Regions from separate parts of the Mus musculus genome. Here all the other regions are linked to region 4. The links are chromatin contacts, called in public Hi-C and HiChIP or PLAC-seq maps. All regions are on one chromosome and are shown on one strand. Each heading gives the region's core, a stretch centred on a gene start, on an enhancer-like site or on the middle of the called end of the contact. The rest is flanking DNA. Distances are from core to core; before and after follow the strand shown.

The links. A called contact is a pair of places that touch in the nucleus more often than the background predicts. HiChIP or PLAC-seq counts read pairs in DNA pulled down with a chosen protein or histone mark.
Region 1: an H3K4me3 HiChIP or PLAC-seq map of embryonic forebrain shows a contact between it and region 4, with 5 times the contacts expected there. The contact joins the enhancer-like site here to the promoter of Zfhx3 in region 4. A contact is called at or near these places in 7 of 115 datasets of contacts at active chromatin or transcription factors (craniofacial prominence, embryonic basal ganglia, embryonic forebrain and 4 more).
Region 2: a Hi-C map of embryonic fibroblasts shows a contact between it and region 4, with 2.0 times the contacts expected there. The contact joins the promoter of D030068K23Rik here to the promoter of Zfhx3 in region 4. A contact is called at or near these places in 1 of 484 Hi-C or Micro-C datasets (embryonic fibroblasts) and 1 of 115 datasets of contacts at active chromatin or transcription factors (bone marrow-derived macrophages).
Region 3: a contact with region 4 is called in an H3K4me3 HiChIP or PLAC-seq map of embryonic forebrain, with 9 times the contacts expected there. The contact joins the enhancer-like site here to the promoter of Zfhx3 in region 4. A contact is called at or near these places in 3 of 39 promoter capture datasets (cranial neural crest, frontonasal cranial neural crest and hippocampal neurons), 9 of 484 Hi-C or Micro-C datasets (the MC3T3-E1 cell line, the N1E-115 cell line, cerebellar granule neurons and 6 more), 12 of 115 datasets of contacts at active chromatin or transcription factors (astrocytes, craniofacial prominence, differentiating embryonic stem cells and 9 more) and 1 of 9 other capture datasets (embryonic tail).
Region 5: a contact with region 4 is called in an H3K4me3 HiChIP or PLAC-seq map of embryonic hindbrain, with 2.4 times the contacts expected there. The contact joins the enhancer-like site here to the promoter of Zfhx3 in region 4. A contact is called at or near these places in 2 of 39 promoter capture datasets (liver and pre-B cells), 1 of 484 Hi-C or Micro-C datasets (palatal mesenchyme) and 9 of 115 datasets of contacts at active chromatin or transcription factors (bone marrow-derived macrophages, craniofacial prominence, differentiating embryonic stem cells and 6 more).
Region 6: a FOXA1 HiChIP or PLAC-seq map of pancreatic cancer cells shows a contact between it and region 4. The contact joins the enhancer-like site here to the promoter of Zfhx3 in region 4. A contact is called at or near these places in 3 of 484 Hi-C or Micro-C datasets (adipose-derived mesenchymal stem cells and embryonic fibroblasts) and 6 of 115 datasets of contacts at active chromatin or transcription factors (craniofacial prominence, embryonic hindbrain, embryonic midbrain and 3 more).
Region 7: a contact with region 4 is called in a Hi-C map of liver, with 2.1 times the contacts expected there. The contact joins the enhancer-like site here to the promoter of Zfhx3 in region 4. A contact is called at or near these places in 2 of 39 promoter capture datasets (the HPC-7 cell line and liver), 13 of 484 Hi-C or Micro-C datasets (the HL-1 cell line, brown adipocytes, embryonic fibroblasts and 5 more) and 7 of 115 datasets of contacts at active chromatin or transcription factors (bone marrow-derived macrophages, craniofacial prominence, embryonic forebrain and 3 more).

Annotation. Positions count from the first base shown.
Region 1 is chr8:108,313,128-108,315,827 of GRCm38.p6, reverse strand. It overlaps a transcript of Zfhx3 not described here. Among named protein-coding and RNA genes, the nearest start is that of Gm34675, 4.8 kb to the right of the region's middle. Within about 2 kb of position 1,282, at least 7 of the 459 cell types and tissues checked have an H3K27ac peak or open chromatin away from gene starts, as enhancers often do. A contact at or near this core is called in embryonic forebrain, where this site is marked.
Region 2 is chr8:109,073,936-109,076,635 of GRCm38.p6, reverse strand. D030068K23Rik (RIKEN cDNA D030068K23 gene) reads right to left here and starts at 1,414. Exons shown (of 10, transcript NR_126329.1): 1 at 1,268-1,414; 2 at 892-1,162.
Region 3 is chr8:108,245,335-108,248,034 of GRCm38.p6, reverse strand. No RefSeq gene overlaps it. Among named protein-coding and RNA genes, the nearest start is that of Gm34675, 63 kb to the left of the region's middle. RefSeq lists an enhancer at 1,204-2,700. Within about 2 kb of position 1,439, at least 22 of the 459 cell types and tissues checked have an H3K27ac peak or open chromatin away from gene starts, as enhancers often do. A contact at or near this core is called in the N1E-115 cell line and embryonic forebrain, where this site is marked.
Region 4 is chr8:108,713,376-108,716,075 of GRCm38.p6, reverse strand. Zfhx3 (zinc finger homeobox 3) reads right to left here and starts at 1,432. Exons shown (of 10, transcript NM_007496.2): 1 at 746-1,432.
Region 5 is chr8:108,386,046-108,388,745 of GRCm38.p6, reverse strand. All of the region lies in intron 1 of Gm51549 (a long non-coding RNA gene), which reads left to right. It also overlaps a transcript of Zfhx3 not described here. Among named protein-coding and RNA genes, the nearest start is that of Gm51549, 6.6 kb to the left of the region's middle. Within about 2 kb of position 1,390, at least 57 of the 459 cell types and tissues checked have an H3K27ac peak or open chromatin away from gene starts, as enhancers often do. A contact at or near this core is called in bone marrow-derived macrophages, where this site is marked.
Region 6 is chr8:109,154,444-109,157,143 of GRCm38.p6, reverse strand. All of the region lies in intron 2 of D030068K23Rik (RIKEN cDNA D030068K23 gene), which reads right to left. The region is part of intron 1 of 4922502B01Rik (RIKEN cDNA 4922502B01 gene); the gene reads left to right. Among named protein-coding and RNA genes, the nearest start is that of D030068K23Rik, 81 kb to the right of the region's middle. Within about 2 kb of position 1,438, at least 70 of the 459 cell types and tissues checked have an H3K27ac peak or open chromatin away from gene starts, as enhancers often do. A contact at or near this core is called in adipose-derived mesenchymal stem cells, embryonic fibroblasts, fibro-adipogenic progenitors and 1 more, where this site is marked.
Region 7 is chr8:109,011,452-109,014,151 of GRCm38.p6, reverse strand. No RefSeq gene overlaps it. Among named protein-coding and RNA genes, the nearest start is that of D030068K23Rik, 62 kb to the left of the region's middle. Within about 2 kb of position 1,296, at least 17 of the 459 cell types and tissues checked have an H3K27ac peak or open chromatin away from gene starts, as enhancers often do. A contact at or near this core is called in embryonic forebrain and liver, where this site is marked.

The DNA.
Region 1 (2,700 bases), core at 33-2,532, 400 kb after region 4:
CCCCAGACAATGGTGCTTTGCCACTCTGAACAATCATCTTTATGGTTCTGGTTCATTTTTCCCTACTCTGGGGTCAGTCGTTTAGTTATTAAAATATATTCAACACGTCAAGAAACAGTATTAATGCATTATATTACTTTGGGCAGAGAAATAAACATTTATGATGACACAGGATAGACCCATTGCATCCAGTACACCTGTGGTTGTTTTTTTTTGTTTTTTGTTTTTTGTTTTTTTTTGTTTTTTTCTCTAAGTGCCTTTGCTTAGGAAGAGCCATCAACTATCATTGAAAATTAGTAATAATTTAAAAATAGTCTTGAAGAATTAAAGGAAGAAGGGAGAAGAGAGGAGGGAGGGAAGGAAGGAGGGAAGGAGAGGGAGGGAGGGAGGGAGGGAGAGAGAGAGAGAGAGAGAGACTGGCTGACTCTGACTCCGAATAAGAGGAAGGGAGAAAGAGGAAGGTTAAGCTCAAAGGCAGAGAGAGCGAAATGGACCAGATTATACAAAATTAAAAAGCAAACACGAGCAGACAATTTGTGTGGAGTGATTGCAAGCAATTACAGTCTGGCTTTTCTGGAGGGAAGGTAGGGGGAGGGGTGGTTTCCGCTTAAAAGGAGACTTTATTCGGCCTGATCAGCTTTGCCTACGTGGTCCTCTTTTATTCTTAGATACCAATTTAAAAAAGAGAAGAAGGAAAAAAAGAGAGAGAGAGAGAAGAAGAAGTCAGCTTTCAGATCTAACGTGTTCACCCCCGTGAATCCACCCTGGGGGCAGAGAGCAAGAATTTAAGCTTCCAATTGGTCCTTTCTATAGCCCTGAAAACCAATTTGTTCATAAAGAATCAAATAAGGCAGGGGTGGGGGGAGGGGAAACATAACAAGAGCATGTGTTTCTTTTGGAGGAGAGCTTCAATTTCACTCTAATTGTCTAAAGACGGGGCCGCTTTGATCTGAAGAATTATCTTTGGGCCTCCAAACGATGGCTGCTAATGTCACAGCTGTGCTGAGGCTTGGTCACACTGGGGAGCTTGGGGGTCCAACCTAGTCCCAGGCCCACCCCTAGTTCCATCTTTCCTTATCTTCCCTTTGTCTGGACAGAAAAGTTTCTTCGCTTCTGTGTCCCTAATCCCTGAAAGGCCACTAGTCAGTTGGCTTTGTTTAGGTTCCTTAGTGGCAAAGGCCACTGGGTAAGCAACATGACAGGGGTGGTGAAAGCAAGGTAGGAGCAGGCAGTCTGATGGTCACAGAGCAGGTAGGGCTGGGTGTGGATGTGCCCAAGAGGGCCAGCGTCTGTCTTGCTCCACACTGCTCTTGGCCTTGGGTACGTCCTCAGCTTGGGCTAGGGCAAAACATGAACGGTCTTGATGCTGGTGAGGAGCACAGAGAGAATGCTTCCTGGAATTTTCTCTGACTGCTGTGCTCTGAATAGCTGTTCTCCGTCTCCCTAGCCTGTGCCATGATAAAACAGCAGGCATCCCAGGGTACAGCACAAAGCAATCAGCCTCTCAGTAGACGAAGAGCAAGCACTGAATTTAGGAGCTGAGAGCTGAGATGTCTTCAGTGTTTTCCTTCCGGTTGGAATGGGGATCAGCAGGTGATGAGCAGAGTCTTCGTCCTGTGAGGTAGACCTGGAATGATTCCCTCCATGTTTAGCCCTGTGTTTCTTATCTCAGAACCTTGTATTGTAATTTGGAAAACAACACACACACACACACACACACACACACACACACACACACACACACACACACAAAGCAAATGAAATGAAATGAAATGATATCTGGGGTTGTGGAAAAGAAAACATTGGTGGCAAATCATTAAGGATTAGATTTAGGCCCCGAGCAAGTCTAGTTTCCAAAGTAGCAGCACAGTTCATGATTGTGCACATCCTGAATCTCCGAAGTTTAAGTGCCTTCCACACCCTTAAGGCATCCCTATCGTCATGGTCCAAGATGACTGCCCCTGACTCCCAAGCAGCAAAAGAGAAGAAACAAAGAAGGGACACACTAACACACACAGCTCAGGAAAGGTCCATGCATATTTGCGTACTCCCATTTAGCTGCAAAGCAGAGTGGGACAAGTAGTCCTTATGTGTGGCCACCATGTCCCCAATAATGAAAAGTATTACATGGCTATGAGAGACGGGAGAAGGAATATAGGAGATAAGGGTATCTGTCAAAAGGGCCCTGGTTACAAATCCATAGCTTTCCACTTGGTCTGAGCTTCTACAGAGTCAGTTAAGACTTATCTACAGAACTTGACAGCAGTATTCTCCTTTCTGGCTTGATCAGATAGACAGGAGGGGAATGAAAGAAGCACCTATATGTCAGTATGTTAGAAAGCAAGTGACACCAACACCTTCGAGGTAAGAAAGGAAGGCCTCTCTAACCCAAAGAATCGGTGAGGTCCTTATCTGTGGACCATTCTTCAAGTGCTTAAGGATACAGAGCAGAGGCCCCCATCCTATTCATCACCCAGCCCCACTCCTTGATTAGATAAGTCCTTGAAAAAGGTAATCCTTACCTGTGAGCCAGCTGGGTAAGATCAAGCCACCAAAGAAGCTACAAGTGGACTGCCACCACCCAGAAGGAGACCGGTGGGCTGACAAGGGATGCACAAGGGTACCCTGGATGGCTAAGGGCTCTCAGAGGTAGGCAGAAATGCATAGGAGATGCAACAGGCTTGTCAAAGGGAGGTGTCC
Region 2 (2,700 bases), core at 165-2,664, 360 kb before region 4:
AGTGAGAAACTAGAAAGCTTAAAAACAGAGGCACATACATAAAAACTAGATGGGGGGATGTTTGTGGGGGGAGTGACATTATCAATTCAGTGCCAAAGGATGTCCTGGTCCAGGAATTATCAGATCTTTTTCTGTAAAGGCTAAGATGGTGTCTGTCAGGTGCAGAAGCAGTCCTAGATAATAAACTAAATACTGTGACAGTAAATACCAACAGAACTTTACTTATAAATGGCAACAAAACAATTTTAAAGCCAATTAAAAAAAAAAGGAAGCCATTTTTCCCAACATGCATAAAGCAGCAGCCATTTTATAAAAGAAAAGCATCTAGTTGGGTTTTGTGCTTAATTATTTCTACTTAAAATATATATACAATAATATTTTTAGAGCCCTAGGGAATCCATAGTTTACAGATGAGTATAGTTACAGATGAGTCAACTTTTAAAAGTGACACGTTTTCTTTGTATGTGCCATATTCTCAAGAAAACCTCCACCTTTTTTTTTTCCTGGTTTGTAAGGGGGACTGTGATCTCCTCCACTTACAAAAATAATATTTAAGAATCTGTTTAGGTACTCACATTGAATAATCAAATTGGGGATCCCCAAGGAGGGAATCTGATGAGAGCTCTTAATGATATATCTCAAATCTCCTGATTTCAAGGGAAATTAAATATTTAGGTTGGGGGAGGGGCGTAATAATACACTGAGAAGCTACAGGTTAGTAGTGAGGTTCCAATAAGTCACTAATTTTATGCATCAGGTCAAGGATCAGAGGCGGTTTCCAAGAGATATTTAGTCTTTCCAAATTCTAAGTCTTCATAACCCAAATAGACTTATGTATCACTAGGGTTTGCCCAAGAACAAAATAATTGCGTTTTCAAAGGATTAACTTACATTTTGCAGCACGTTGCAGAGTGTTTCCAACTTATGGTTTTGAGCAGGAAGGTCTGGGAGACCAGCAGCATCCTTTCTTCAAGAAAGTTCTGGGCTCAGTTTGTGAAGGGTGCTGGTGGTAGTGTGCTCGTTAGGCTGCTTGAGAGCCTTTCCCATCATTTTCAGACGCACTGAGAAAAGTATCTGATGGTGATGGAGACACGGATGTGATGAGAGAAGTCAGTGGGGTGTAAACCACAACTGGGAAAGGTGTGGAGCGCGCGCGGGAACCCTGCGGAAGGTTACAAGCAGAGCATCCCTCAGGAGCGTAAATGAGGGAAAGGCACCCCGGCTTGGAGGAACAGACCTAAGGTGAAAACCAAGAAGCTGGCGTCACCTCTCTGAGGAGGTTTGCTGCTGGTCGCTCCAGCACGCTTTTCCTCACTTGCTCACGCCCAAGACCGCAGTCTCCCTCAGTTGTAGGATTCCATCCATCCCTGAAGATGCCAAAGATTCAAAACAGAGCGCTTGTCCCGGACGCTCTGGAGTGAAAGACAGATGAGCCAATGGAAGCTCAGCTTGGGCCAGACGTGGGGGGCGTGGCTAAGGTGGGCGGGCCTATTGAGTTGATTTCTGGCTGGCTGGTGATGAACTAAGTTTCTAGCCTTTGGCCTCTGGGGTCTTGAAGGTAACCCTGAGACTGAGCTAGGAACAGCAGGAGTTCGCCTCCTTTCTCCTCTCTCACCAGACTAGTTACCTGTGTAGTAAGACTCTGCGAAGGGTTTCCCTAAGGTAAGCATATGGCCATATACCTTTATAGAAGGTTACGAAAGTCAGTGATCCACTTTGTCAAACACACAAACTTGAAAGAACGGATGAATCTGTGAACTTCCCGTAGCTTACGGAACAATGTTTATTTTTGCTGTTTAGCTGCAGTCCATTTTTCTGCCATTAAATATCGGGTGCCATCTGCGTTCCAGAGACATGAGGTTTTCTCCAACTACTTGAGACTCCTCAACGACGAGGGCCACCAGGCCCCACTAAATTGCAGTTCTTTCTAATCCCAGAATTCTGTCTGACTAAGGGACAAAGAGTTAGATTGTTTATATTTTCTGTAACACTCAAAGGTTCTGGGGCTTAATTTTTTTTTTTTTTTTTTTTGTCTCTAATGGAAAGATCTACTGGTGGTTTGAGCCAAACCATTTCCAGAATCAAACCGATTCAGCTGAGTCTCCCCGGTTCTCCTCTGTTTCAGGTGAATATTATCAGGTAGTTAATTGTCTATCAAGTTTATCACTTATACGAAAGAAAGGAAACTTTTTTTTAAAGTGATGGGGTTTTCCAGAAGCGTTTGAGAGACAGACACTTTGTGCTGTTGCAATAAAATCTTGGTTTTAAAAGAACATCCTGAAACAAATCATGAAAGTCACTGTTAATTTCTTGTCATCCAGAAAGCTAAGAGAAACTGTGTGCTCCACTTAATTCTTCTCCAGAAGAATTTCTGCTCCAAATTTAAAATGGAAGGATGTGTTCAAGAAAACGTTAGATTTATGTCTTTAAGTTTCTCACAACTCCTTTCCAAAAATTCTTCAAAACTCTTTGCTGACAAGCACTTTCAGAAATAGCTTAGATGACATTGAATAATTTCCTCTCAACCTGAAGACTTGAAATTTCACAAAATAAAAAATTAAGTATGTTACAATGCTTAGGGATGAAACATTAATGAACTGAGTAATACATTCTTAAGGAGAGGCACTTAAAACACAGGACACCTGCATTATTAGAGCTGTATAATGTGATGCGATTTGATAAATAGGCAGGAGATTATGA
Region 3 (2,700 bases), core at 190-2,689, 470 kb after region 4:
CTGCCCTCTCACCTCAGGGTCCAATATTTCTTTCTTTTCCATTTTTTCCCCTCCTGTTCAAATCCCCCCCTGCCCCCACGCTCCCTTCTCCTTTCAGCTTCTCTCTGAAAGAGTGATGGATCCAGACATACAAACTGTAAATAAACGTGAATGACCCTGTCTCCATAGCCCCCACCTCCCCTTCTGCTGCCAAAGAAAACTGGGAGGGAAGGAAGAGAGAGAGAGAGAGAGAGAGAGAGAGAGAGAGAGAGAGAGAGAGAGAGAGAGAGAGAGAGATCCTGACTTCCTCACAGGTAATTAAAGGGACTATTTTCAAGGTTGCATGGGCAAAAGACAATTCAGTCCTAATGAAGCATCGATCGACTGGCACTAAGGTAGAAAGGGGCTGACATTCATTCAAAGGTACCTTTAACTGATGGAGCACACTGCACCAGGAATTGCTCCTTCTCTGCTGTCATTCCCTGGGACCTGAGTTGGGGGGGGGGGGGGATGGGGGGGAGGGGAAAGTTTGCTTTAAATTTGTTTTATTTCCATGTTGCTGCAAATGCATGTGTCAGACTGTTTTCTTTCCTTTAAAAAAAAAAATTGGAATGCACTAATGTCCAATCTGGGTGGTATTAAGGGACCGGGTTTCCTTTGCTTAGGGTCAATTTTCTTCATTAGTGAGCTTTAAAAGCTCACCCATTATGCCTGCTGGTCAGGAATGAATGAGACCAGTGATGGCCAAGCACGGGCTCCTCCGGCAGGTTGGGGCACTGTGGTCTGACTGGAAACTCAAACTGGTTTCATTCCACCCGTTTGGTGACTCACTTGGACTGGTGTGGGTCATACTGTGGAGAAACAGCAATCTTATGGAGGGAAAAGGAGTTGAGGACGGAAGACCAGTCTCTATCCAAGGGGTGGTGCCAGTGTGGCCAGGACCCAGAGTGCTTTTCAGAATCAGGTCTTTGAGAACAGAGCCAGCAAGGTGGGGTTTTAAAGTTAACAGATTGACACTAGGCAGAGGCCTGGAGTGACGGTGCCATAGAAGAGCCAGGCCAGTGCCATCTGCCAGCCCACCTGGGGGACACTTCCCCAAGCCCCCTTAGCTCTCTGGACACGGTTTCCGGTGTTTCTCATGATCGCTTAAACTGTTTGTATTCAGACCCCTTTTGAATGGTGATGAGAGTACACAAAAATGATAGTCATGCCGAGAAGTCGGGGTGGATGACAGGGGAGGAGAGACTACTGATCCCGGAACAAGTTGAAATTGGGGGGGGGAGGGCGGCGCTTGCCACGGCCCCACTCCCCCTCCTGCCTTTTCAAGAGTCTCTGCAAGCAACAATAGCAGGCCCCTTCAGAACCAGAAACACAAAGGGAATTTGCTGTGGTTCAGTCCCCACAGTGAGGCCCTTCGGAAGCTGAACACAGTCACTTTTTCTTCCCCTGATAAAAATAAGCGACGGGAGGGTGGGCAGACGGGAATTCTCCTGTACGCCCCCCTCACCGACATCCAGGGTACAATAAGCTGAAGAGAAGGGGGCCTCTCTGACAGAACGTTTCAAATCACAGGCCCTGGCTCACATGCTCTGTCTTTCTTCTCCCCTTTCTCAGAATTTATCATTGTTTCTTGATTTGGCTCTTAATTTTGGTTTGGTTTTGGAAGGAAAGGATGGCAGGGTCTATTATTTAACTCGATAAATAGCATTAGCGTACCGCCTGGCTGCCTCCCCGTCTCTCCCTCTCTCTCTCTCTCTCTCTCTCTCTCTCTCTCTCTCTCCTATTTATTCATTTGTGTTTACATTTCTAAGACATCCCTTTAGCTGAAGGAGGACACTTCCCACATATTGCAGGATTGGCCATTAATGCAAACGGGTAATTTATCGGCTCACACAGCCTCTGAAGTTGAATTTTGTAAAGAAAATCTGGGGCTTAGTATTCTAGGGTTTGTCGCCTCTGTATGCATTTACTTTGTAATTTTCTTCCCTTTATCTTTGAAACAGTTCCTAACATTTCTATTTATCAATTTGATGAGATTTCATTGTAGTTTTTATTTATTTACTTGCATAAACCAAAGCGCAGGTCACCACACAGAAGCAAAGAGCTGTGTACAGAGCACCTGGTGACATTTTTAAAAAGAAGAATCCCCCTTACCCCCCCCCCCCCCAAACCTGGCTAAACTGGAGCCCAGCCGATCCTATCTGCATTAATTTGGCTGAACAACAAGATACTGCCGAGGACAAGCGGAGTACAGCAGTTCGGAGTTCCCAGAATTGGCCCAGCTCAGCCGGAACAATGGCAGCTTCCTATTCACCTTAACCCGGCTTTTCAGAAGAGCATCCCCAGAAACACAAAAGCATCAGCGGGAAATGGCAATTTTTATGAATCCTAATCAATCAAAGGGCTTATTAACTCAATGTGAAGCCAGATTAAAATCTTTAATTATAAATCGTGCTAAAAGGAAAAACAAAATGTACTTATGCTACATTGAAAATTCCGGATATTAACATAGTTGCTATTATCTCGCAATATTACCCTCAACCCCCCCTCAATCTTGCCCCACCCCACAACAGCCTCATCTTTTTCTAGGACTAAAGAACAGGGCTCTACAACCCATTTCACAACCCCGTCGCCATCCTCGATTTATTAAAATATATTCTTTTCTCCCTCCTATGCGTCCAATAGGTTGCCGGGAAGCTGCTTTGGTGTTACAGGAATAGA
Region 4 (2,700 bases), core at 183-2,682:
CTTGTTTCTCTCTAAGCCTACAAAATGACTTTGAGTTGGATTTTGTTTTGGTTTTGTTTTTGGTTTTTTTGTTGTTATTTTTCTTGTTGCTACCCTAACTTGGATATCTCTCCTCTTTAAATGGAGTTTAAAAAAAAAATCTTACCTTTCCTTCGTACTTCCCGCCCCCCAAAATAAATGCTGTACCGGTTCTGGCAGAAGAACAAACCGAAATTAGAGAGCAGCCAGGCCAAGATGATCTCCATAGGTCCCGCCAGCTCTGCCCTGATTCTCTCTTTAATTACTCCCCAAACAGGCACATTCTTCACATTGCTGCAAACTGACCAGCGACTTCTAACACACTCTCACTCTCTCTCTCTCTTTCCTTCATAACCGCCCCCCCCCCCGGCAGCTGAAGGTGTGTTTTAGACCAAAGAATCCAAAGTTCTCAATGGCACCAGTACCCCCAAGTATTAACAAGGTAGGAACTAACCCAAAAGCAGGAGGAGGAGGAGGAGGAGGAGGTCGGGAAGGAAAAGCAAGAGGAGATAGGAGGAAGAACGTACTCTGGTGCCCAGCAGACTCTAAGCCACTCTCTCCCCAGGTAGGTTCCTCCTGGAGTCTAGGAGTTCAAGTGCATCCAAGCCTGCCCTTCCCCCACACGCCCCAAGAGAATGGGAAGTTCAGCCAAGACTCACTCGCAGCACCTGCCTCCAGCGCTAGGCCGGCTGCGAGCGGCGCGGCGGGGGAGGGAGGCTGCACTCACCTGGCACACAAAGCCTCCGTACACCTCAGGAGGAAGGAGGCACTCGGAGGTCCGGGGGCCACCACGCCGGGCAGCGCGACAACGGGAGATTCCAGTGGCAGCGGAGCCCCGAACTTACCCACCCCAGGCGGCATTCTCCCCACCTCCCGCTGCCCCCCGGGCTCGGCGGTGGCGCAGGCTAGGAGCGAGGGGCCTGGCGGCAGGGGCGGGGCGCGCATGGTGGCGGCCCGGGGCTGGCGATCTGCGGGCTGCCCCGGGGAGGGAGGTCCCCCAGGCGCGGCGGGGATTCACCCACGGGGCGCGGCGCTGCGTCCCGGTCCCCGTCCCGGCCTGCCCGCCTCTCTCCTCCTCCTGCGCCGCCCGCTCGCCCGCCCGCCCGCCCGGAATCGCTTTATGTAAATGAAGCTCAACTCGCAGTTTGCAGCGCGCACCGCCCGAGGAAGGGGGGCGGGCGGGGCGGGGGGCCTTCGGGGATCCACATTACACAGCAACAAAGCGGAAGGTTAATTTGAAACTCACAGCCCCGCAGCCTCTCGGCTCCCCGGGCAAAGCCTGACATCTACAGTCGCGCTGGGCGCAGGCCGGGCTGCTCGCGGTGGCCGCGCCCGCGCGCCTGCGGGGACCTGGGGACATAGACGCACAAACACACAGGAGCAGGGCCGGAGCTGCCGGGCCCGGGCTCCCAGCACCAGCCTTGGAGGCGGCCTGGGCCGCACTCGCCTGGGGACAGGAGCCTTGGCTGCCCTGGCCTGCACCAACCCAGGAACCGGCCCGGCAGGAACAAAGCCGCGTCCCCGCGAGGCACTGACCGCACCGCTCATCAAAAGTCAAAGGCCGGCCTGGAAGAAACGGACGCGCCTTCGGCCACCCCCAGTCTCTCCCCCAAAAGAGAAGAACAAGCAGTCGGGGCCTCCGAACCCTGATCCATCAGTCTCTGGGCCCTGTCCACGTCAGAGCCAGGCCACTCTAACATGGGGACTTTAGCCAATGTGGACAGGAATTTATTTGAAACACACACCCATCCTATTAACTGCTTCACAGAGCACTTCTGTTTTTCAGCTGCAGAAACTTACGAAAACATCCCCTACTCACTCACTCTCCATTGAGAGTTTAAGGACAGTTTCTAAGGAGAGGGGGAGAAGAGGAGAGCAAGAAACGACTAGAAAAGGCCAAGCAGCCTGGAACCACCCGCTGTCAGGATCAGGAGACTGCCCTTAGGAGCCACAGAGCATTTCAGACAGGGCAAGAAAGGTGGCCCGGCTCAAGACGATTCTACCACCAGGATCAAACCCAACGGGGCTACCTCGGCTGGTCACAGCGACAGCTGGGCACTTCTAGGTCTCCCAAGGTTCACCTTTGGCGTTCTGTTATGCAAAGGCAGGCCCCCTTGAAATCTCACCGGAAGGCTCCAGTCCTCTCAGACAGAATTCCACCCTCCTCCTAAATCTAGTCTTCATTCCCAGCATAGAAAGACACCTGCTTTTTCTCTTTCTGAAAACCAGCCACCCAGGCTGCCCCCGGCAGCCGCGAGTCTTTTCCTACTGCACAATAATGAACCATGCAAGTGTTAGAAATATAATAAGCTCACCCGGCGAAGAGCAGAATGTATGGAATCGTATTTGCATTAAACACACACTAACAGGGAGGAAAGGGGGAGGCTTGCTTGGTGAAAACTACAGGGCCCCAATGTAGGAAGCATTTTGGTACAATAGAATTCGGTTTCAAATCGATGTAAATACCTAACCTGTTGGGCGCAGTCTGTTACCCTGTCTATATTTTAGCACAAGAAAAAAAAAAAAGATTGCAATCGCCGTCTCCCTTCCCCCACCCCAAGCTAGGACCTTGGGAGAAAAGAGCTGCCTCTGGGGAATCATGTCTGATTAGGGACAAAGGAGGGCAGAGGCCAAATTTAGTCAAACTTGGGGAAGGGGGAGAGCAGGTCTGGGGGGGTTGGG
Region 5 (2,700 bases), core at 141-2,640, 330 kb after region 4:
GTTATAATAGCTTTGTGTAAACATGGATGGGTCTCTCTACAGAACCTCTAAGCTAATCATCAATAGAAACCTAAGACAGAGGACAGTTAGCAGTAATATGAATTACTCAGGCACTGCCTGAGAATTATTCTAGTGGTCTCCCTAAGGTACAGGATGGAAAGAGTTTCGGGGCTGGCTGAAGTGTAAAAGGCAGTAAAAAGATATTTAAGCTCCTTGGGTACTTTCTCTAGCTCTTCCACTGGGGGCCCTGTGTTCCATCCAATAAATGACTGTGAGCATCCACTTCTGTATTTGCCAGGCACTGGCATAGCCTCACACAAGACAGCTATGGAGCAGAAGATGGCCTCGTCGGTCATCATTGGGAAGAGAGGCCCCTATAACTTTATATGCCCCAGTACAGGAGAACGCCAGGGCCAAGAAGTGGAAGTGGGTGAGTAGGGGAGCAGGGCGGGGGAAGGGTATAGGGACAGTATTTGAAATGTAAATAAAGAAAATATCTAATTAAAAAAAAAGATTTTTAAGTTGTATTCCATGAAAAATATTATTAAAGGAATATATAGATGACTAAAACCAACTTGAATCCAAGGGCAGAAACATCAGTGAAGGCTGTGTACAGAATACACACCGCAGTGTGCACACGTACACACTTGTGTGCACTTGCGTTTGAGTCTGAGTGCAGGCACACAGTGCACCTGGTGAGCCAGCTGATTGGCGCCAAGGAAGGAAGGGCGGACAAAAAAAGGTTGAGGGAGCGTTTTCAGAAAAGGGGTCCAATTTATATCCGTTGCCATAATTGGTTTGTTTGTGCAGAGCAGGGCGGGGGTGGGGGGAGAGGGGGCAGCGGGGGAACGTGACGGAGTGAAACACTGGGGGCTTGAGATTCCCCTGCCTCATGAGTTAGAGAGAAATTGTTAGTAACCAAGATGGTCCCGCAGGGGTTCATTAAGTGACTGGCCCTCCACAATATCCTGTCATTTCCAACCTGGATACGTCAACATTAGTCAGCTTGGCTGTATGCAATTGTGTGGCTGCCAGGGCGAGTGAAGGCATGGGGCCGCCCCGCTCACTGGTTTTCTCTGCCTGTTTGTTCCTTTTCTTGGGGATACAGTTAAGTTTTCCACGGGAATTAAGATCCCATGCAATTTTTAAAAACAGGCCCCCAAAGCAAAAAAAAAAAAAAAGGTGCTTTCTTTACTGGAAACACAAATTCGCTCTGACATTCAAAAAGCACCGTGGAGTCAAACAATAGCGAATCCGAGAAAGGATTTGAACTGGGAGGGCGGGAGGTGCCCCCGGAAAAGTCAAAGGAAGCCAGGCCAATACAGCCAAACGGGAACTTCTTAAAGCGCCCTGAAAAGGGGAAGCTGGCAACGGTTGTCTCCAGACTGTGAGGCCTGTCAGCTCCCAGGAAACACAGTGGGCGGGGCTTCAAGGCCAAAGCAAGGGACATATGGACAGAGTGCCAAGACTGTCCTGGTGCTGGGGCGATTGTTGCTTTGGATCTCAGGACGGTCTTGTCTAGGCAAAGATGGAAGAAAACCACTTGTACGGAGCTGCATGTGTGTGTGTATATGTGTGTGTGTGTGTGTGTGTGTGTGTGTGTAGGCCAGAGGTTGACAATGGGTGTCTTCTTTAAACCATTTCCCACTTTATTATTATTTTTGCATGTTTTTTTGCATTATTATTTTCATCGTTTGACAGTTTTATATATGTATATGATGAATTTTTTTAGTCATTTGCATCCCGTTCTCCTCCCCTACTCCCTTCCTGTCCCACTGTCACTCCTCTGGCTAAGTCCCTTTCCTCTGCTCATGTTCTCTCTCTGTGGAGACCATGCATTAAATGAATGAGAGATTCTTGCCCGGGCACGAGTGAGGGGCTATTCATTGGAGCAAGATCAGCTTCTCTGTTTGCTACTGAAGAAAATAACTCTTTCCTCGACAACTGATACTGCCAATAGCTGCTAGGAAAGGGGTGAGGCCTTATGTGCCCCTCCCCCTCCTGTGGTGACTTAGGGACAGGTTGTGCAGGTCCCCCCAGTTTCAGTGTATTCACGAGCTATATGGTGACGTCAGGGCAGAAGACATCTTTTGCTGCAAATCTCCCTCTCCTTGGCTTTTACATCCTTTCCACGCCCTCTTCCTCAGTGTCCCCTGAGCCTTGGTGTTGAGTGCTATAGTTGTCCCCAGTGGGGCTGAGCAATCTATCGCTGATGGTCTCACTTTGACCAGGTATAGGTCTCTGTACTAGCCACCTGAGGCTGTAGTGAGGAACTCCTGTGATGACAGCTGGGCACAGCACTAATGACAAATGACCACTGTGGTTGTGGGTGCTCCTACCCGCTTATTTTTTGAGACGGGTTGCAGGGTCTCTCACAGAACCCGGAGCTTACAGAACTGGCGAGACTGGTTGGCCAGCAAGCCTAGACATCCTTCTGTCTCTGCCTCTTCACTGCCTGGACTCTAGCCTTCATCCTACCTCACGTTTACGTATGCGCTGGAGATCTACACACAGGTCTCCCTGCTCCTGCTGGCTGATCTATCTCCCCCACCTTTGGGCAGAGTTCTAAAAATAAAGTCTCTTAGTGAATCCCACAAACTCAGATCTTAAAACAAACCAACCAAACCAAACCAACCAACCGACCAACCAACCAACCAACCAACCAACCAACCAAAAGAACAAAATAAGGGGGAGAGGTAA
Region 6 (2,700 bases), core at 189-2,688, 440 kb before region 4:
ATGACCGATAATGCAAAATATAACTTATGAAGTTTAAGATTGAATGTATGTATTTGTATATATTTACATATGTACATATGATACATATACATATTAAATAAATACATTTACATCTCACCTAAAACCTAACATATATTTTAATGTATTTGTTTTTATTTAAACAAATCACACTTGTATTAAAATGGATTTTTATATCAAAGTATTCATCTTCTTTGTTCTTTTATCCTTAAAAGTTAGGGTACTAAACGCAATTATAAACAAAGTTATCCGAGGTGATTTAAAGGCCCAGTTGGCAAAATGTCTTATGTTTGATGAACTGCATGCTTTATGTTGTTTAAACCTCGTTCAATTGCTTTGCTAAAAGTAAGTAGCAACTCCGAGCACGCCATCTGGTGAGGGTCTCTCTTTGGACCAAGCCGGAAAAGGAAGTAAAGGAATTTTCATTTATTCCATAGTTGTGGTTGCAAAACTGCAATCACAATATGTTTCTAATGCAATAATATAAGTGGGGCTTCAGAGCTCAGAGACCTCGTGAGATCTGATTCAAAGGTCTGGAATATTTAAGGCCGTATCTCATCACCAGGGGAAGGAAGGCTGTTTCCGTTTCTAGCTTTCCTATGACTTGGAAGAAAGAAATAATAATCCAGGAAATTGAAGTCTATGAGCTGGAAAATATGAATTTGATCTTTTAAAAAGCATTCATTAAAAAAATAATAATAGGTGGTTCCTTAATGATAGACCACGGCCCATCAGAGACGTCTAAGGAGAAGATAATCAGATGGGATCTGATGGCGTCACTGTGTGTGCACATCTCTGCTGATACAAAATGCTGAAACTGGTTCTTCTTCTGTCTTTTCATTTTGTTTTGTTAATAATGATTTTTGTCCAAGCCTTGATCCAGTCCAATGACTAGAGAATGGAACTTCCCCCCAGCTCTCTGGGGACTCCATTCCAGAGACTAATAGATTTCACTGTCAGAAAACATTTCCCGGATTCCGTCTTAAATTTCCGTTACTTAATTTCATCCCAGTACTTAACCATAAAGCCTCTTAACCTACCTTTAAAGTGACTTGACTTCCATGATGTTTACGTCTTTTGAATATTTGTGAAGTGCTGTAACTGGACGTAATAGAAAAAATGAACGAACAACATGTTTTCCTTTAATCTTTCGGTGTAAGTTAAAGTCTGAAGCTTGCCCTACATTTATTTTCTAGTTTGAACATTAGGCAATTTGCTTAACTGAATCAAGTGTGGGGCCACAAACTGGTATTCTCATTGTGATCTCGGCAGTGCTAGTAAAAGAACTTAGCTTCCAGCGATGTGATGCGGAGCTCTTAGATGTACATACTAAAATCTCACTGACTGATCTCACCGAGGACCGTGTTGCGAGACCATACATAATTTGCTGACACTATCATCACGAATCAAGTCCCTTGGCAGTACGACTTGCCAAGCACCGTCTAGGCTGCCAACAGAATGACTGTGTTTCTGTTTATTCTCTCCAGATGTACTTTCTAGCTGCATTTTTCCAGGTTGAATCACATTTCATTTCCTGCCCATATTTCTAACCACTTTAGGTCTCTTTTATGTGCCCTCTCTGGTTTTGTCAACACCATCCGATTCACCATCGTCTGTAAATTAAATTAACATGATGTGTACCCTCTCGTATAAATCATTAATGAAGTTTCTCTACAATTTGGTTTTTTAATCTGATCCTACTTAATGTTTGTCGTCCTCATGTTTTCTTAAGACTATAGCACTTCCGCCATATAATACGTTGTTTTACTTGCGAATGGCAGACTAACACAGATAAAGCTCAGAGCTGCTATTTCCTTCTTGAGTATTAGTGTAAAATTATCTTTATTGTTGAACAAGATGAGGTTTTACTTACAGTCCTCTGTCCCTCATAATTGCTACATTTTTCATCAGTGGTCTCATACCACATGGTGACATAAAATTGTCAAAAGAATCTTCAGGACAAATTTTACTGTGCAGGGAGCTATTTTAATCTTGTATCACAATTTACAGTAATACCATTCTGCCATTAAAAAAAAAGAAAAGAAAAGAAAAAATGTTTTCATTTCAACTATTTGGAATCAGTAAGCTGAATCAAGATGAACGGTTCCTAGAAAATAAGTGTTTCATTGTTTTTTTCATTTATAGCTGCTGTTTCTTTTTATTTTGTCAGTTATTTTTAAATCCTCTGCTATTCTAAAAACTACTTTTAAACTTTAGCCTTGAATTGGGCGTAGTAATACACACCTTCAGTCCTAAACTCAGGAGAAAAAAGCAGGTGGATCTCAAGGCGGGCCTGGTCTACGTAGAGAGTTCCAGATCAGCAGGGCAGCAGGGGCTACAAAGTGAGACACACACACACTCTCTCTCTCTCTCTCTCTCTCTCTCTCTCTCTCTCTCCATATATATATATATACACACACATACATACATATACACATACACATACACACACACACACACACACACACACACACACACACACATATAAATTTGGGGTCTTAATGGGTCAACGTGCTTACCACCAGGCATGATGATCTGACTTTGTTCCCTAGAATTAGAGTTGATTCCTAGAGCTTGTTCTCGAACTTCTACAGGTATCCTGTTGCGTGCACCCTTACACATACATAAAACATACACACGCTAAATATAAAAGGAAAAGATAACACGTATTTTATAAGAAAA
Region 7 (2,700 bases), core at 47-2,546, 300 kb before region 4:
GTCTCGCCTCACCTGCATCCATTAGCAATCTTTAGAGAGATGTTTGCCACCCAATTAGAGAAAAAGATGCATAATATTTTAATTAATATTAACCACCTTAGAGGGAAAACCCAAAGTGCTTCCCAAAAGGCAGGTTGGTGTCCAGCTGAAGACAATATCAACTTACCATTGTCTCTTATGACCTCTGGTAAGATTTGTTTCTGCTTCCGGTCTGAGATGGTAGTGACAGTCTGAGGATAAAGCGCTGTTTCCTTGTGGCATTCCCCTGAGTTAGCTGTACCATGCTCACCTCGTGAGATCATGAGGTGCCCTCACCAAGCATGCTGGGTTTATCATAACAAATAAGGGAAACACCTTCTGCTACTCTGTACCCAAGGGACAGAGGTCCTCACTGTGTTAGGAGTCACTGTGTTAGAAGAGTCAGCAAAGACTCAGGGTGTCTAAGAATGGTCTCTGAAATGGAACCTTGACACGAGGTATTTCCTCACTCGAATGTATAGTCACAACAATGCTGAACGTGGGTGGCCAGTGACCTGGACTTCAGCCCTGTCCAGCATAGAACTTAACGAGTTTTGTGCTTAAACCTAACTCTGCTTAGACTCTCTTCTCTGCTGGAAATTTCCCTACAACCCTTCCTTTGGGTGACTTTAGAACATGATTGGCCTTTGTGAAGTTTTCTAAAACTCTTCCACAAAACAAATTCTGAGTGCAGAGATTGTTAACCTCACAGGATTGCTGGTGTTGGAAGCCTCCTGGTAGTGCAGGGCGCTGAAGGGGAGGCTGCTAAAGTAGTTTGACTCTTCTGTGTTAAAAGTTGGATTCTTACCAGTCCATCTTTTCTTTCCTGAAGTCTGGAAGGCAGTATTGATGCATTGTTCCAGAAAGCCAAAGCCGTAGTGAATCATGGGTAGATTTATTCTTTGAGTACATTTAGCTTTTTACTAGAATTTTATAATTTTTCCTAGCCATTTTTCCTTCTGCTACATCATTCTCAATAAAGAGACAAAATAGTATAAGGAGAACCCAGAGGTTTCTCTGAAGGCTTTATACCATGTTCCTCCTGGGAGTTTTAGGAGATGCTCCGAGCACAGACAGCTCGGAGAGTCACCCTGGCCCAGGGAGTAAAACATGCGCCCTTTGAATCATATGCAACTATTCATTTCTTTCCCCATAGCTGCTTCCAGCGTTTCTTATCTCTTGCCCTACTAAATCATCGAACACACACACACACACACCCCTACCCCTGTCCAGTGCACACAGTAGGGGGGAGGGGGCAAAGAAGACAAAGTCATTTATATAATGTGTCTCCCTGCTGAGCCCCTAATGGCCGAAGCTTTTGTTCTGCATCCAGTGGCTGCCTGTGATGGGCAGGAAGCTGCAGTCTCCCTTTGTTCCGTGGCCTTATTCAGCAATTTAGATCCATCATAAAAATCAAATATGCATGTTGCAATCGCCTTGCGTGCAACAGCTTCAATTTTCACCTTTCTTTAATTTGAACTCCACAGGGGGAAGAGAGAGAAGGAAGGGAAAATGGGGGGTAAGAAAAAAAATTGCTTTGTATTTTTGCTTAGTGGACTGTGAAAATAGTCAGTAATGAAAAAAAATATATATAGATATATATTTTAAATCTCCTAGCTGCATTCCATTCAAAGTGAGACATACCACCAAAGTAGGCCAGTAGAATCCCTCCATAAAATATTCTTAAGCCCTCTGGTTAGCAGTTAGCGCAGTTTTAGACTTGAATGTGAATTAATGACCGAGGAAAAAAGTGTGTATGTGTGCATATGTGTGTATATGTGTGTGTGTATATATATATATATATATATATACATATGATCAGTACAAAGGGCTAGAAAGAGGAGGACTCCTTAGGGTTTGAGGAGTCACCCTGTTGAGAGAGGGACCTTGACATCATTTCTAATTATAGCCCAAAAGAATGTTTCATGTTCAGAGATTGTCACAAGTTTCTTCTGTTTAAGAAAGAAAGAAAGAAAGAAAGAAAGAAAGAAAGAAAGAAAGAAAGACTGACTTTAGGCAAAGGTTCAGAGAGGGAGTAAGCCGTTACATTTTAAGACATAGTTTCTGTCCAAATAAAAATGAATACATTGACAGTGATGTTTTTGTCCATTTATTGATTTGCACACTATATTTAAAATTTTCCCAGAACTTCAAAGGTTGTGTTCCCTAGAGTTCAAATAAATTTACATCAGCAGCTTTGGTATTGATTATTCAGAAAAATACCGAAACCCTTTACCTACTCCATTATTAGACTTGAGCGGTGACTTTCCAGAAGGGGTTTTGCCCTAATAAAAACAATATGGCCAATATTATTTGATTTATTAAAAAAATAAAAGATCTGAAGAACTGGCTCTTTATGCCTGCTTTCACTTAATAATATGGCGTGTGGGGATTTTTTTTCTTTCTCGCTCTCTTTTTTTTTTTTTCCTTTGAGAGACAAGGTCTTACTGTGCAGCCCAGACGTCCCAGCTTCCCAAGTGCTGGGAATACAGGTATGTGACTTATGTTTTGAAGGCTCAGGCCAGCCTTGAACTTATCCAGTTTGAAAGCTCTTTGCCTGCCTGTTCTCAAAACCTGAGCTCTTACAGGGAGACTTGCAGCAGTTACCCTGAGACACACTGGGTATAGGCTAGACAACATAAGGCACAGTAAACAAAATGTAGGATGGAAAAAAAAACAAAA